Linked DNA regions of Sus scrofa: region 2 is linked to region 1. A link is a contact called in public promoter capture Hi-C data. All regions are on one chromosome and are shown on one strand. The core of a region is the stretch at or near the end of the contact, and the rest is flanking DNA. Distances in the headings are between cores, read along the strand shown.

The links. Promoter capture Hi-C pulls out the DNA fragments that hold promoters and counts their contacts.
Region 2: a contact with region 1 is called in a promoter capture Hi-C map of liver, with 4 times the contacts expected there. The contact joins the promoter of PPIL4 here to the promoter of IYD in region 1.

The regions. Positions count from the first base shown.
Region 1 is chr1:15,777,463-15,784,050 of Sscrofa11.1, forward strand. IYD (iodotyrosine deiodinase) reads right to left here and starts at 1,685. Exons shown (of 5, transcript NM_214416.1): 1 at 1,503-1,685. The coding sequence starts at 1,680. It overlaps LOC106508815 (a long non-coding RNA gene), which reads left to right and starts at 1,696. Exons shown (of 3, transcript XR_002342452.1): 1 at 1,696-1,786; 2 at 2,049-2,183; 3 at 2,454-2,743.
Region 2 is chr1:16,397,149-16,403,702 of Sscrofa11.1, forward strand. It overlaps PPIL4 (peptidyl-prolyl cis-trans isomerase-like 4), which reads left to right and starts at 3,790. Exons shown (of 13, transcript XM_021086908.1): 1 at 3,790-3,939. The coding sequence starts at 3,870.

The DNA of each region.
Region 1 (6,588 bases), core at 435-2,934:
TCTGTCGTCCTTCCTTTACTTTCCCGCCCATCTCCTCCCTCCTCTGCCTCCCACTGCCACCACCACGCAGCCCATCGAGGCCAGAATGGTTCATTACCAGCTTCTCAGTGGGTTTCCCCTCCATCAGGGGACGTGCGTCTCAGGTAGGCTGACTGCCCTTCGGGGGCAGATCCCTCAGCGTGGCAGAGAAGGAGGCAGCCCTGCTCAGAGCTGCCTCGGCCCGGATCCTGGGCAGTACATTCAGCATGGCTGGCCCCACCCCCAATCCCGAGATTAGGACGAACCCGCGAGCACATGCACACGTGCCCACGCACACGCATGCACACTTCCAGGTGGCCTCTGTTGGTGGGAGGGTGGAAGCATCACAGCTCCAGCGGAGAGGCACTGGAGCCTCTTCCAAATTGAATCCTCCCCACCAACCACCTCCGGTAAACCTCAAACACGGGCTACTCAAGGCCCCCAAGAACCTGTCACTTCCTCTCTCCTCCCTCGCCTCCTCTTTCTCAGGCCAACCAGGCCCAGGCCTGCCCTCAATTCCCCCCTTGTTTTCATCCCCTTCTGAGTCCTCCCATCTTCTCAGTGTCTTTCCCGGGGTTCCCAGCCCTGCACTCGTGCTCACTCTGCTCCTCTTAGCCTCTTGCTATTCCTATTCTATGGATCCACCCAGCCTGGTTCAGCCTTTTTCTAACTGCCCCACTGCATCCCCAAGCCTTCTCAAAACACCTTATAATCACTTCCATCCAATCCCTCGCCTGTCTTATGGCCTTGTCTGCTGAACTGGACACTCAGCTTTGAGGACGGCGGCCACTCATCTCTAACCCGCATGCCAGGTACAAGGAGAAGTAGGGAGCCCCTAGGTAGATGCCATTTTTAAATGTCAAGTTCTTCATCCAAACCTGACTACCAGCAGTTCCCGCTGTGGCTCAGCAGGTTACAAACCTGACTAGCACCCATGAGGATGTAGGTTCAATCTCAGATCATGCTCAGTGGGTTAAGGATCCAGCCTTGCCGTGAGTTGTGGTGTAGGTCATAGCCTTGGCTTGGATCCTGCACGGCTGAGGCTGTGGCATAGGCTGGCAGCTGCAGCTCCAATCGGACCCCTAGCCTGGGAACCTCCATATGCCACAGGTGCTCCCCTAAAAAAGCAAACAACAACAACAACCACCTGACTACTAAATCCATGGCCACCCCAGTCTCTGATGTGCCCCTTCAGAAAGATTTTAGCAGCCAGGGCAGGACTGGAGCTAGAGAAAACATCAGCCCCTCACCAGCTCTTTCTCGAGCAGCCAGGAAGAAAGGAGGAGTTGGTGCCAGCAGGTGGCAGGAAGACCACCCAAGAGAAACGAATGGTCTCTGCCACACACTAATTCCTTTGTGCGATAGAGGCTGATGATGAAACTGACCTGCCTATGTTTCTTCCTCTCCATCAGCCCCGCCATCCATTTGTCCTCATCATAAAGATACAGACGGGGGAGCCGGAGCAGTTTGGCCGGGATCCTTACCTTCCTCCACCTGGAGGACATCAGTGCTGTCTTTCAAGTCTTCATCCACCCAGGGTCGAGCCTCAGCCCTGGCTCGAGGCTCCTCTTCCCTTCTCTTGGTGGCTCCATCAGCATTTTTAAAGATCCACACCATCAAAATGCAGACAACGGCTACCAAGACTGGAGTCAGAAGAAACATGGTGGTGAGGCCGATCCCGACCGGTGCCCATCCTTCCCAGGCTGGTATTTAAACAAACAGGGACGGCAGTGGGGAATGCCGGGAGTCGGAGTGAAGGCACGGAGAGGTGAGCCTGGGGCGGGAACGGGATGAACGCTGACTCTCCCAGGACTTGGCAAAGGAGCAAAGATCACAGCCGTGTGCATCGGGGTGTGTGGTGGGGCTGGGAACGGGCTCCTGCCCTTGGTTAAACTGTGTGCTCAGTCAATCTATCCTTAGACAATAATTGCCAGGATCCGAGGCGACACGGGGAGGCACTAGATCTTGGCAGCCGTGGTGGAAGGGAGCCAGGCTTCCTCTTGAACAGCAATGTGTCCTCCACTTGCCAGGAGCGAGGAAGCAGCTGGAGTGGCCCATTCTCAGCCAAGCTCCCGCCCCATCTGAGTGGTTACCAAGCCTCCTGGGAGAGTCCCCTGTGCTTTCGGACACTGGGGCAAGAGCTCGCTCAGGTCTCCCACTCACAGGTGAGTCGGCATTATTTGAAGTTCACTGCGAGCCACACGGGAAGTCCGAGCATTATTTGAAATTTTTTTCAACTCGCATGTGCTATTTTTTTCTACCTTTTTATTGTGATAAAATATAATCCTGCAGAAGCTACCCTCCTGGCCCCCTTTAAGTGCCCAGTACATTCAGAATGTTATAACCCCTTACCACTCTTCCCAAAACTGCTTCATCATCTCAAACTGAGACTCTCTACTCATTAAGCAATAACCCCCCGCTTCCTCTTCCTACAGCCCCTGATAACCTCTCGTCCACTTCACGTTGCTATGATCTGACCACTCGAAGAACCTCATGTCACTGGAATGATACAGTATTTGTCTTTTGGGGGCTGCCTCTTCCACTTAGTGGAAGGATTTCAAGGTTCATCCATGTTTTGACATGTATCAGAACTGCATTCTTTTTCATGGCTTTGCATGTGCGATTTATTTTTGTAGTTAAAAAATAGATACTAGGCGTTCCCGTCGAGGTGCAGCCGAAATGAATCCAACTAGGAACCATGAGGTTGTGGGTTCGATCCCTGGCCTCCCTCGGTGGGTTAAGGATCCAACGTTGCCATGAGCTGTAGTGTAGGTCGCAGACGTGGGTTGGATCTGACATTGCTGTGACTGTGGGGTAGGCCGGCGGCTACAGCTCTGATTCGACCCCTAGCCTAGGAACCTCCGTATGCTGTGGGCGCGGCCCTAAAAAGAAAAAAAAGAGCATTACAATACAGCGCGTCGAGTGTTATGACAGAGGTGCACTCTGGGTCCCTCATTCAGTCTGAGACAGGACCTGACTCCACTGAGGACATAAAGCTTGTGCTGTCTTGACAAACCCAGGGTGACTGGGGACAGTGCTACTCAAAGAGCCTGTGCCAGGACTTAATCAATGCGCTGTACCCCTCCTTGAGAAACTCTTGCTGAAAAAAAAGAAAAGAGATAAAGACAGAAGGAAAGAAGGTCAGCTGACCTCTAGAGTGTGTATGGTAGCGATGCGGCTGATTTGCCTGATCTACGGTCTAGCGTGTGCTCCGTGTCTCATTTCGTGTTTGGTCCTCAAGAGTGGCTGCATGAGCCAGTCTGCAGACCACACTGTGAGTTGCCATCGTCTCGAAAACACATTTTCCCAAGACACACATAGGACTTTTAACTTCCAGTGCTGCTGTTGAATTGATTGTCCCTGACATGTGCCCTTCCTGCTTTGGGAACGCCCTGCCAGTGTACGTGCAGGATACACATGTCCAATGACGTGAAAGAGAACTTTTCAGGACGGAGACTCCCTGGGGCCCTGAGTGAGAAAACACTGTTCTGATGGTTTGTACCAGCAACGTGCCCCCAAGCCTTTCTGCCCAGGGTTCATTTAGCAAGAGTCCTGTCAAGTATTCAGGACGTGCCTGTGTCTGCACCAAAGACTTATCTCAGTTCAAGTGTGAAGCTGGGAGGAAATTTTTTTCAGTGTTCGTAAACCTGGAGTTCCCTGGTGGCCTAGGGATCTCTGGTTCGATCCCTAGTGGGAATGGTCTGCATGCCATGGGGGCAGCCTCCCAAAAATTAAATAAATAAATACATTTCTTAGACCCCATTGGCCTCAGCTGTACACAGTCTGCACTCCTTAATAACGTCAACACTATCAAAGGGCATTTATTACGCAGAGATCTAACACCCAGAGGGCTGTGGGAGGCAGAAGCATTACTACATGCGAGTACTGTGTTGATTCTTTATCTACATTGTCCCATTTAATCCACAGGATGAGGTGCTTATAGGCAATTCCACTGCTCCAGCAATTCCACTCCTGGGTACATGCACAAAAGAATTGAAATCAGGGTCTCAAAGAGATATTTGCACAGCTATTATGTTCATAGCACGGTTATTCACCATAGCCCAGAGATGGGAGCAACTCAAGTGTCTATGTATATATGAATGAGTAAACAAAATAGGCTATATACATTCACTGGAATATTATTCAGCCTTAAAAAAGAGGGAAATCATGGAGTTCCTGCTGTGGCACAGGGGAAACAAATCCGGCTAGGAACCATGAGGTTGTGGGTTCGATCCCTGGCGTCGCTCAGTGGGTTAACAATCCAGCTTTGCCGTGAGCTGTGGTGTAGGTCGCAGATGCAGCTCAGATCCTGTGTTACTCTGGCTATGGTGTAGGCCGACAGCTATAGCTCCACTTCAACTCCTAGCCTGGGAACTGCCATATGCCTCAGGTTGGCCCTTAAAAAAAAAAAGAGGGAGAGGGCAGATTCAGACACATGGTGCCACATAGATGAATTCTGAAGACATTTGCTAATTGAAAAAAGCCAGTCACAAAAAGAAAAACAGTGTACAACCCACATATATGGGGCATCTAACGTAGTCAAATTCATAAAGATAGAAAGTAAAATGGTTGTTGACTGTGGCTGGGGGCAGGAAGAAAGGAGAGGTACCGTCTAATGGGTGCAGAGATTCAGGTGTTGCAAGAAAGAGTTCTGGAGACGGATGGTGGTGACGAATGCCCAATACAAGGAAAAGATACTTAATACCATTGAACCGTACATTTTAAAAATAACCAAGATGGCAAATTTTATGTTGTAGGTTTTACCAAGTTGTTTTTTTTTTTTTTAATCAAAAGCAAAACAGAACAAAACAACATAAACTCCACTGCCCTGAAAAGACAATGAGGAGTTTATACACCTTGGTTAAGTCACTGTGACGGAGTTTGAACAAGGTCCTCAAAGCGTGACCTTGGGTTACCACCATCAGTATCCCCGGGGGATTTGTTGGAAACGCAATTTTTTGGGCCCTCCTCCAGATCCAGTGAATCAGAAACTCTGGGGGTGGGCCCGGCACACCCTGTCTCCAGAAGCTCTGCAGGTGGCTCTGCCACTTGCTCAAGTCTAAGAACCATGGGAGTCAAGGAGAGGTTATCTCCCCACATTCCCTACTTTACCCCACATTCTCCAAGCCCAAGCAAGCCCTCGACCTGTACAGAAGAGCAAAGCACAGAAATCAACAAATGCTTAAGGAAACTTTCTCCTACGTGGGGTCTCCATAAAGCATAACGTCTTGGACGTAATAAGCTCCCACTCACTATCAATGCCAAGTTTTAAGAATGGAGGTGATGTTTTAAAAACTACGTTGAGGAAGATTAATCTGGTTACAACATCGGGTGCTGATGAAAGCTGTGACCAGGAAGGCCACTCAAAGAACCATGGCAGCAGCTCTGATGGGAGCTAACAGGGGGTTCCTCTGGGGAGAATACCGGGGGACTGGGGAGAGGAAATAGTGGCATAAAATTTGGAGGTGGTAGAAGAGACAAGGTCCAGACATGGGTTGGGGGGATTATAGGGTGGGCCTCAAAAATGACATCCCTCCTTCTCCAAGCAAATCACATGCTCCAGTCCGTGCTTTGATTCACTCTTTACTCTCCCTGGGGAAAGAGAGTGGGATTTCACAAGCTTCCTGTTATTTGACTCGAGGAGCATATAAGTGGAGAGACAGAAGGGAGGCACTCTTGGCTTGAAGAGCTCTCAGGGAAAAAAAACTAGCTGCAAAGAAAATATGGGTCCACATAGCTGGGGCTTGTTCCGGAACGTGATTCATCAAGTGGACGGTCTGCCCCTATCGAAACCTGACTTCCGAGGCTGGGAGATTTTCCAAGTGTTTCTTATCCTCACCCAAGCGGTATGCACACAGCACTGTCAGGTCACGGATTGGAGCCATGGAAGAAAAGTGGCAGGAAATTTCTGGACACTCTATGATATTATTTTTCAAAAGCAATGCCTTTTTATGAAAGAGCTTAGCCACAAACAAAATGTCCTTGCTGGACAAGAAGACAAAAAACATCCTGGTGATGTTAGAAATATTTTTTCTTTTTATTTCTTTATATATAGATATATAGATATTTTTTTACTGCACAGCATGTAACACATACATGTATACATTCTTTTTTCTCGCATTACGTGTTCCATCATAATTGGTTGCCAAGGCAGAAGGGGAGGGAGTGGGAGGGACTGGGAGCTTGGGTAAATAGAAACATTTTAAATGGAAAAATGTTATGTTCCAGAGCACTGTTCTTTAGCATTTATCAATACCTTAGTTGCTTCCTATGGAGATTCATTATTGCTTTTCTGCCCATTTAAGGAAAAAAAACTATCATCTGAACTAGTGGTTGTGTCTCTATCATTTATCCCCTAAGAATAAATTAGGAGGCAGAATTTTGACAAAACAAGACGGCTCTTGAGAAAGGCATTGGTCACTTGGCAGTTAAGGGGATGCCTGGTGCGTTGGTTTCCTGGGGCAGCTGAAACAAAGTGCCACAAACGGAGTGGCTTAAAACAACAGACGTGTGTTGTCTCAGAGTTCTGGAGGCTAGAAGTCGGAAATCAAGGTGTCAGCAGGGCCTTCC
Region 2 (6,554 bases), core at 2,540-5,039, 620 kb after region 1:
ATTACTATTAGTTATTATTATTAGTAGTATTGTGATTCCCATTCTTCTAATTTATCCCTTCCCCCATGACTTACCCTATGATAACCATAAGTTTGTTTTCTATGTCTGCGAATCTATTTCTGTTTTGTGAATAAGTTCACTTGTATTGTTTTTAAAAATTCCACACATAAGTGATACCATATGATATCAGGCTGGGGATTGAACTTGTACCTCCACAGTGACCTGAGCTGCTAGAGTGAGATTCTAAACCCACCGTGCCACAGCAGGAACTCCCATTTTGTTCTTTTTAAAGCTGAGTAATATTCCACATCTTCTTTATCCATTTCCCTATTGATGGACATTTAGGTTGCTTCCATGTCTTAACTATTGTAAATAGAAGTGCAGTGAACATCGTGGTGCATGTATATTTTCAAATTTCAGTTTTCTCTGAATATAAGCCCAGGAGTGGGATTGCAGTGTCATATGGTAGTTCTTTTTTTTTTTTTTTTTTTTTTTGTCTTTTTGACATTTCTTGGGCTGCTCCTGCAGCATATGGAGGTTCCCAGGCTAGGGGTCTAATAGGAGCTGTAGCCACTAGCCCACACCAGAGCCACAGCAACGAGGGATCTGAGCCACATCTGCGACCTACACCACAGCTCACGGCAACGTCAGATTGTTAACCCACTGAGCAAGGCCAGGGATCGAACCCGCAACCCCATGGTTCCTAGTCGGATTCGTTAACCACTTCGCCACAACAGGAACTCCTCATATGGTAGTTCTATATTTAGCTTTTTTTTTTTTTTTTTTTTTTGTCTTTTTGCCATTTCTTGGGCCCCTCCCATGGCATATGGAGATTCCCAGGCTAGGGGTCGAATCGGAGCTGCAGCTGCTGTCCTACGCCAGAGCCACAGCAACATGGGATCTGAGCTGCATCTGCGATTTACACCACAGCTCACGGTAACCCCGGATCCTTAACCGAGCAAGGCCAGGGATCGAACCTGCAACCTCATGGTTCCTAGTCGGATTCGTTAACCACTGAGCCACGATGGGAACTCCTATATTTAGTTTTTGAAGGAACTCACATGCTGTTTTCCATTGTGGTTGCACAAATATACATTCCCACCAACACTGCAGGAGGGTTCCCTTTTCTCCATGGCCTCTTCAGCATTTATTGTTTGTAGACTTTTTGTTGATGGCCATCTGACTGGTGTAAGGTAATACTTCATTGTAGTTTGACATGCATTTCTTTAATAATTGGCGATGTTGAGCATATTTTCATTTGCTTTTTGGCTGTCTTTTTTTGAGAAATATCTTTTTATCTTCTGCCCATTTTTTGATTGGGTTGTTTGCTTTTTAGATGAAAAGCTGCATGAGATGTTTGTATGTCTCGGAGATTAATCCCTTATCAGTTGCTTCATTTGCAAAAATATTCTCCCATTTTATGGCTTCTCTTCTAGTTTTTTTTCTTTTCATGGCTGCACTTGTAGCATATGGAAGTTCCCAGGCTAGAGGTTGAATTGGAGCTGCAGCTGCAGGCCTACGCCACAGCAATACTGGATCTGAGCTGCATCTGTGACCTGCTCCTTAGCTTTTGTCAATCCCAGATCCTTAACCCACTGAATGGGGCCAGGGATCAAACCTGCATCCTCCCAGAGACTACATCAGATCCTTAACCCACTGAGCCACAATGGGAATGCCTTTTATGTAAAATCCCATCCACTGCTGGACGAAACAGTACCCCAAAGCTTTTGGATCACCTGTGTTACTAGCCTTCTATGGTCGAGGAAATGGTTCTCTCTTGATGCTTCTTCTCATATCTAGAGTCATACTATTATAATAATTGATTTTATAGAACTGTATATTATCAATCATTTCAAGTCACCTAGTCATCATTTTATTTTTATTTTTATTTTTGGTCTTTTTTCCATTTCTTGGGCCGCTCCTGCGGCATATGGAGGTTCCCAGGCTAGGGGTCGAATCGGAGCTGTAGCTGCCAGCCTACGCCACAGCTCACAGCAACGCCGGATCGTTAACCCACTGAGCAAGGGCAGGGACCGAACCTGCAACCTCAAGGTTCCTAGTCAGATTTGTTAACCACTGCGCCACGACGGGAACTCCCATCATTATTTTTAATTGGAGGGTTAGTTAATCATTTGCAAAAAAACAATAATCTTATAAAATAGGCAGGGCCTCTCTCACAAGCGTCCTGTCTTAATAAATCTATATCTTACCTATCACTTTGTCTCTCACTGAATTCCTTCTGTGCAGAGGCATGAAGAAACTGAACCTCAGTGAGTCCAGACACCAGGAGGTTATGGTCGGGGATTAGGCAGTGGACATGTTTGGAGAGTCACTCTTCAGCCCCAGAAGCGACAGAAAATGAACAAGCAGATAAAAAGCTCTGTAAGTCCTGTGTGTGGGAGCAAACCCCCCAACAAATGGAAGATGTTAATGAGGGGGTCTTTATTCCAGAAAGAAGACCACCAAACTACTGAACACCAACTTTGAAAACAATGCAATTTGCCTCTACCCTGATCCTTATCTGCAGTCCTCTTTTCTTATTTCCCAAACTATGAAACCACCTCCCAATCTCTCCTAAGGGAGGCACAGTCTTTGAGGCATTAGCCTGGTGTGACTCTCCTTTGCCGGGCAAAGCAATATAGCTATTTCCCCCCCCCCCCAAAAAAAAAGGCAGGGCACAAGTAATATAGTTAGTAACATTAATATGGTCTTAAGTAAGTACTTAAGCTAAGGACTTCCATTAAATGTGGCCTCGTATCTCCTTAGGTCATCTGACCAGTCCGTTTTGTACGAAGCCTCTATCTTCAAGTTATTTATTTATTTTTTGACCTTGCCCCAGGAATGTGGAAATTCCCAGGCTAGGAATTGAACCCACACCACAAGCAGTGACCTGAGACACAGCAGTGATATCAGGTCCTTAACCCACTGAGCCACCAGGGAACTCCACCAATCTCTATCTTTAATGGAGATGATATATTGGCTTTGCACATAAAATTCACCAAAGATGGCTACACATGTGAGGTGAGTGGGTCATCATTACCCCTTAGGGGACTGAGAAAGGAATGTTATCTTTTAAGGAGTTTCATGGCTGGTGCCAGAAGAAGAAAAATTGATTCTATGGTTGAGCAGGTATTTCTCCCATTGGCGGGGTCTGCTTAATGCACAGCGCACACTGGAGGGGAGGGAGGAAGCCAAAGGGCAGAGAATTTTGTTTAAATTTTTGTCTTGCCTTAAAATGTGAATTTTATTTCGTTAAGAGTACTGATAAAAGCAGTAGAGATAAAGGACTGAATGAAGCCTATGATTTTTAGCTTGTTGCACTAAGGACCCACCCACGACCTGCTACATAACAGGTACACTCTCTGCTCTACATAAGATTAGCCAGGAAAGAACTCCCTGCTAACAATCTTTCTCGGTAGCAAATTGTACATTTCAGGCCTGATTCAAGGCAATAAAAAGAGGCCGATTAGAAACCGAGGGCAGATGTCCCAATAAGGCGAGGGAAGGTGGCGCCAGAGTCGCCCTCGGGCTACGACGGAGGCAGCCAGAACAGCTTGAAAGAAATGTCCGTCCCGTTCTTGAGATGGTCACAAAAGGGGTACAAAACCCTTCAGAGGAGCCCCTTTGAGTGACAGGCTTCCGCTCCAGCTCCAAAGGATTTTCAAAAGGGCCGCGCGAGAGGCGGGGACCCAGGGCTCTGTCAGGTTGGGCGGGGCACCGACCAGACCTGCCTCCAGAGAGCCTCTAGGAAGGGGCGGTGTCGCCGGAGGAATGACGTAAAAAGGCGTCGCGCCGAAGGTGACGCGTGGCGTAGATGACGTCGGGCTATTCCTGTCACTCCAGGCGCTGGTAGCAGAGGAGCGGGCGCCATGGCGGTTCTCCTGGAGACCACTTTGGGCGACGTCGTCATCGACTTGTACACGGAGGAGCGGCCGCGCGGTGAGGCCCGGGCACACTCAACTCTCGCCGGGCCGCGATCTCCTTTCCCCACTTTGCACTTTCCCCACTTTGCCTAGTCCCCGGCGAGGACTGGTTCGAGCTTCTAGGCTGCTGGTCCCCGCGACCGGGCTGTTTTATTAGCGGGCCTTGTTTGAGAAATGTTTTTGAGGAGCATCCCTTCTCCCGCATCTGGTCCTGCTAATCGGGTGGCGAGTACTTGTGGTTATTAAATCCGTGTGTGTGCGTGCGTGTGTGTGTGTGTGTGTGTAATGCCAAGCGCATGTACAGTGCCCATAGCTCTTGTGGCTTTACTGCGTTTTACAAATCCGAGTAACGCAGACTGGTTACTGGTTACTGGTATTCCTTGGTGTGTAATCGGTAAATCTTGAGGAAAGCAGGGAGGACGGGCTAGGAGCATTGTGTGTGGGCATCACTCCTGGCTGGAGGAAGGGCTGCACCAAGCCTTAGCAAACACTCATTGATCGCCCTCTATGCGGGACTTTGTGCCAAGCCCCGGGAGGGCGCCTTGCCGTTGAGGGTCTAATTTTCCATTGGGGGAAAGTAGGCGCGGCAATCTATTTAATTTCTTAAGTGTTGTAGTGGAAGAATGTGTAAGTTGCCATGGAAACCAGAGGAGGGAGTCTTTCTTCCTGGTTGGGGGTGGGGAGAAGCGAAGCTAGCAAAGAATGCAGAACACTTGAACCAGCTCTTTCAAAGATGAGTGGGATCGAGGGTTTTCTTAACAGTTTGCTTGGAATTTTCTGGAAATAGCAAGTAGATCGGTGGCTTGACGGTGGGATGGCAGACTGCGAGTCTGGTCATAGACCTTTCTAAGTTAGTGAACAGCCTTGTGTGCCCTACCGATGATCGAAATCTTTGAAGAGTTTAAAAGCAAGATTGAGGCAGGGCACACTTCCTGTTGTAGGAAGATAATAGGCAGCACTGTGGAGAATGTATCAGAGTGACCAAGGGAGTTTAGTTACCATCAGGGTTCTGTCCCCATGGAATGCAGTCTATCAAAGAGGATGAAACAGGCCTCAATAGGGCACCAGGAGTGCCTCCTGACACACTACACTAAATCCTACACTCAGTTATCCCCAAAAGCCCCACAGCACTCAACCACACATCCATGCTTTCTCATACTGTTGCCTCTACCTTACATTTCTCTCCTTTTGGCAAACCTCCTGCTTATTCAAATCTCAGGTCAAGCATAATCTCTTCTGTGAAGCTCTCTGGTGTCCTTAAGTAGAGTTAGATCCATTTCTTCTGCTCAATCTCAGGCCTTTTATAAATCATACAGCACATATTTTGTTATACATTTACTTGTTGTCCTGGAATCATTTGCACACCTTGGTCCCCTTTCAAGAATGTCACTCTAAAAGAGCAGGGACTGTGCTTTAATTAGCTCTGTATCCTGAGCACCTAGTGCAGTGCCTGGCTCTTTGAGGGCACACACTAAAGGCTCATGTGGAGTAATGCAAATATATGTGTTGCCTTAGGACTCTTTGTGTGTGTGATAGAAACTCAGCTCAAACTGGCTTAAAGAAAATAATTGATTGCCTCATGTTATTGGGGAAAGCTTTTAAGGATGGGAGGACAATGCTTGGCAGGATCTTATGGGGAATTATGGTTTTCATCTCTTGGTTCTGCTTCCTTTTGAATTTGACACTCTCCATATGGAGCCGCACCTGGCAAATGAGTGGACCTTTCCCCGTGGAACTGTGAGAAACAAAGGGGATGTAGAGTTATTCCACTTAATTAACAGATGGAATGGACAAGCAGTTTCTGCAAAGATAGCTTGGAACACTAAAAGCATAAGTCCAGTAAACATGAGATTGGATACCTTCTTTTATGTGTAACTATTAATCTATAGTAAAAATATCCAGACTTATTTTTCTTTTTTCCTCCCTTTCTCTCCCTTCTTTTGTTTTCCTTTTTTTTTTTTTTTACTTTTTATTATAGAAGACTTGAAATATACACAAAAGTAGAAAGAATCATGTAAATGAACCCTCATGTGCTGATGGTCAGCTTCATTTAACGGTCGTGAATACATGTTTCATTTATACCCCCACCTCCACTGGATTTTTTATAGCAAGTCCTTTACATGACATTTATTTAATCTGTAACTACTTAAAGCTGTATCTTAAAAGATAGTTTTGTTTTTTTTGTTTTTGTCTTTTTGCCTTTTCTAGGGCTACTTCCGCAGCATATGGAGGTTCCCCGGCTAGGGGTCGAATTGGAGCTGTAGCTGCTGGCCTGCACCATAGCCGTAGCAATGCCAGATCCGAGCCACGTCTGTGACCTACACCATAGTTCATGGCAATGCCGGATCCTTAACCCACTGAGCGAGGCCAGGGATTGAACCCACAACCTCATGGTTCCTAGTCGGATTCGTTAACCACTGAGCCATGATGGGAACTCCTTAAAAGATAGTTTTTTAAAAAGATGATATAACCACACATCTGAAAAAATAAGCAATGATTCCTTAGTATCATTCATATTTTTCTATGTCTCATAAATATTTAAAAGAATATTTTGTAATTTGGTTTAGGATCCAAATAAAGGCTGTGTATTATATTGGTTGTTGTATCTCTTAAATATCTTTTCATCTTTAG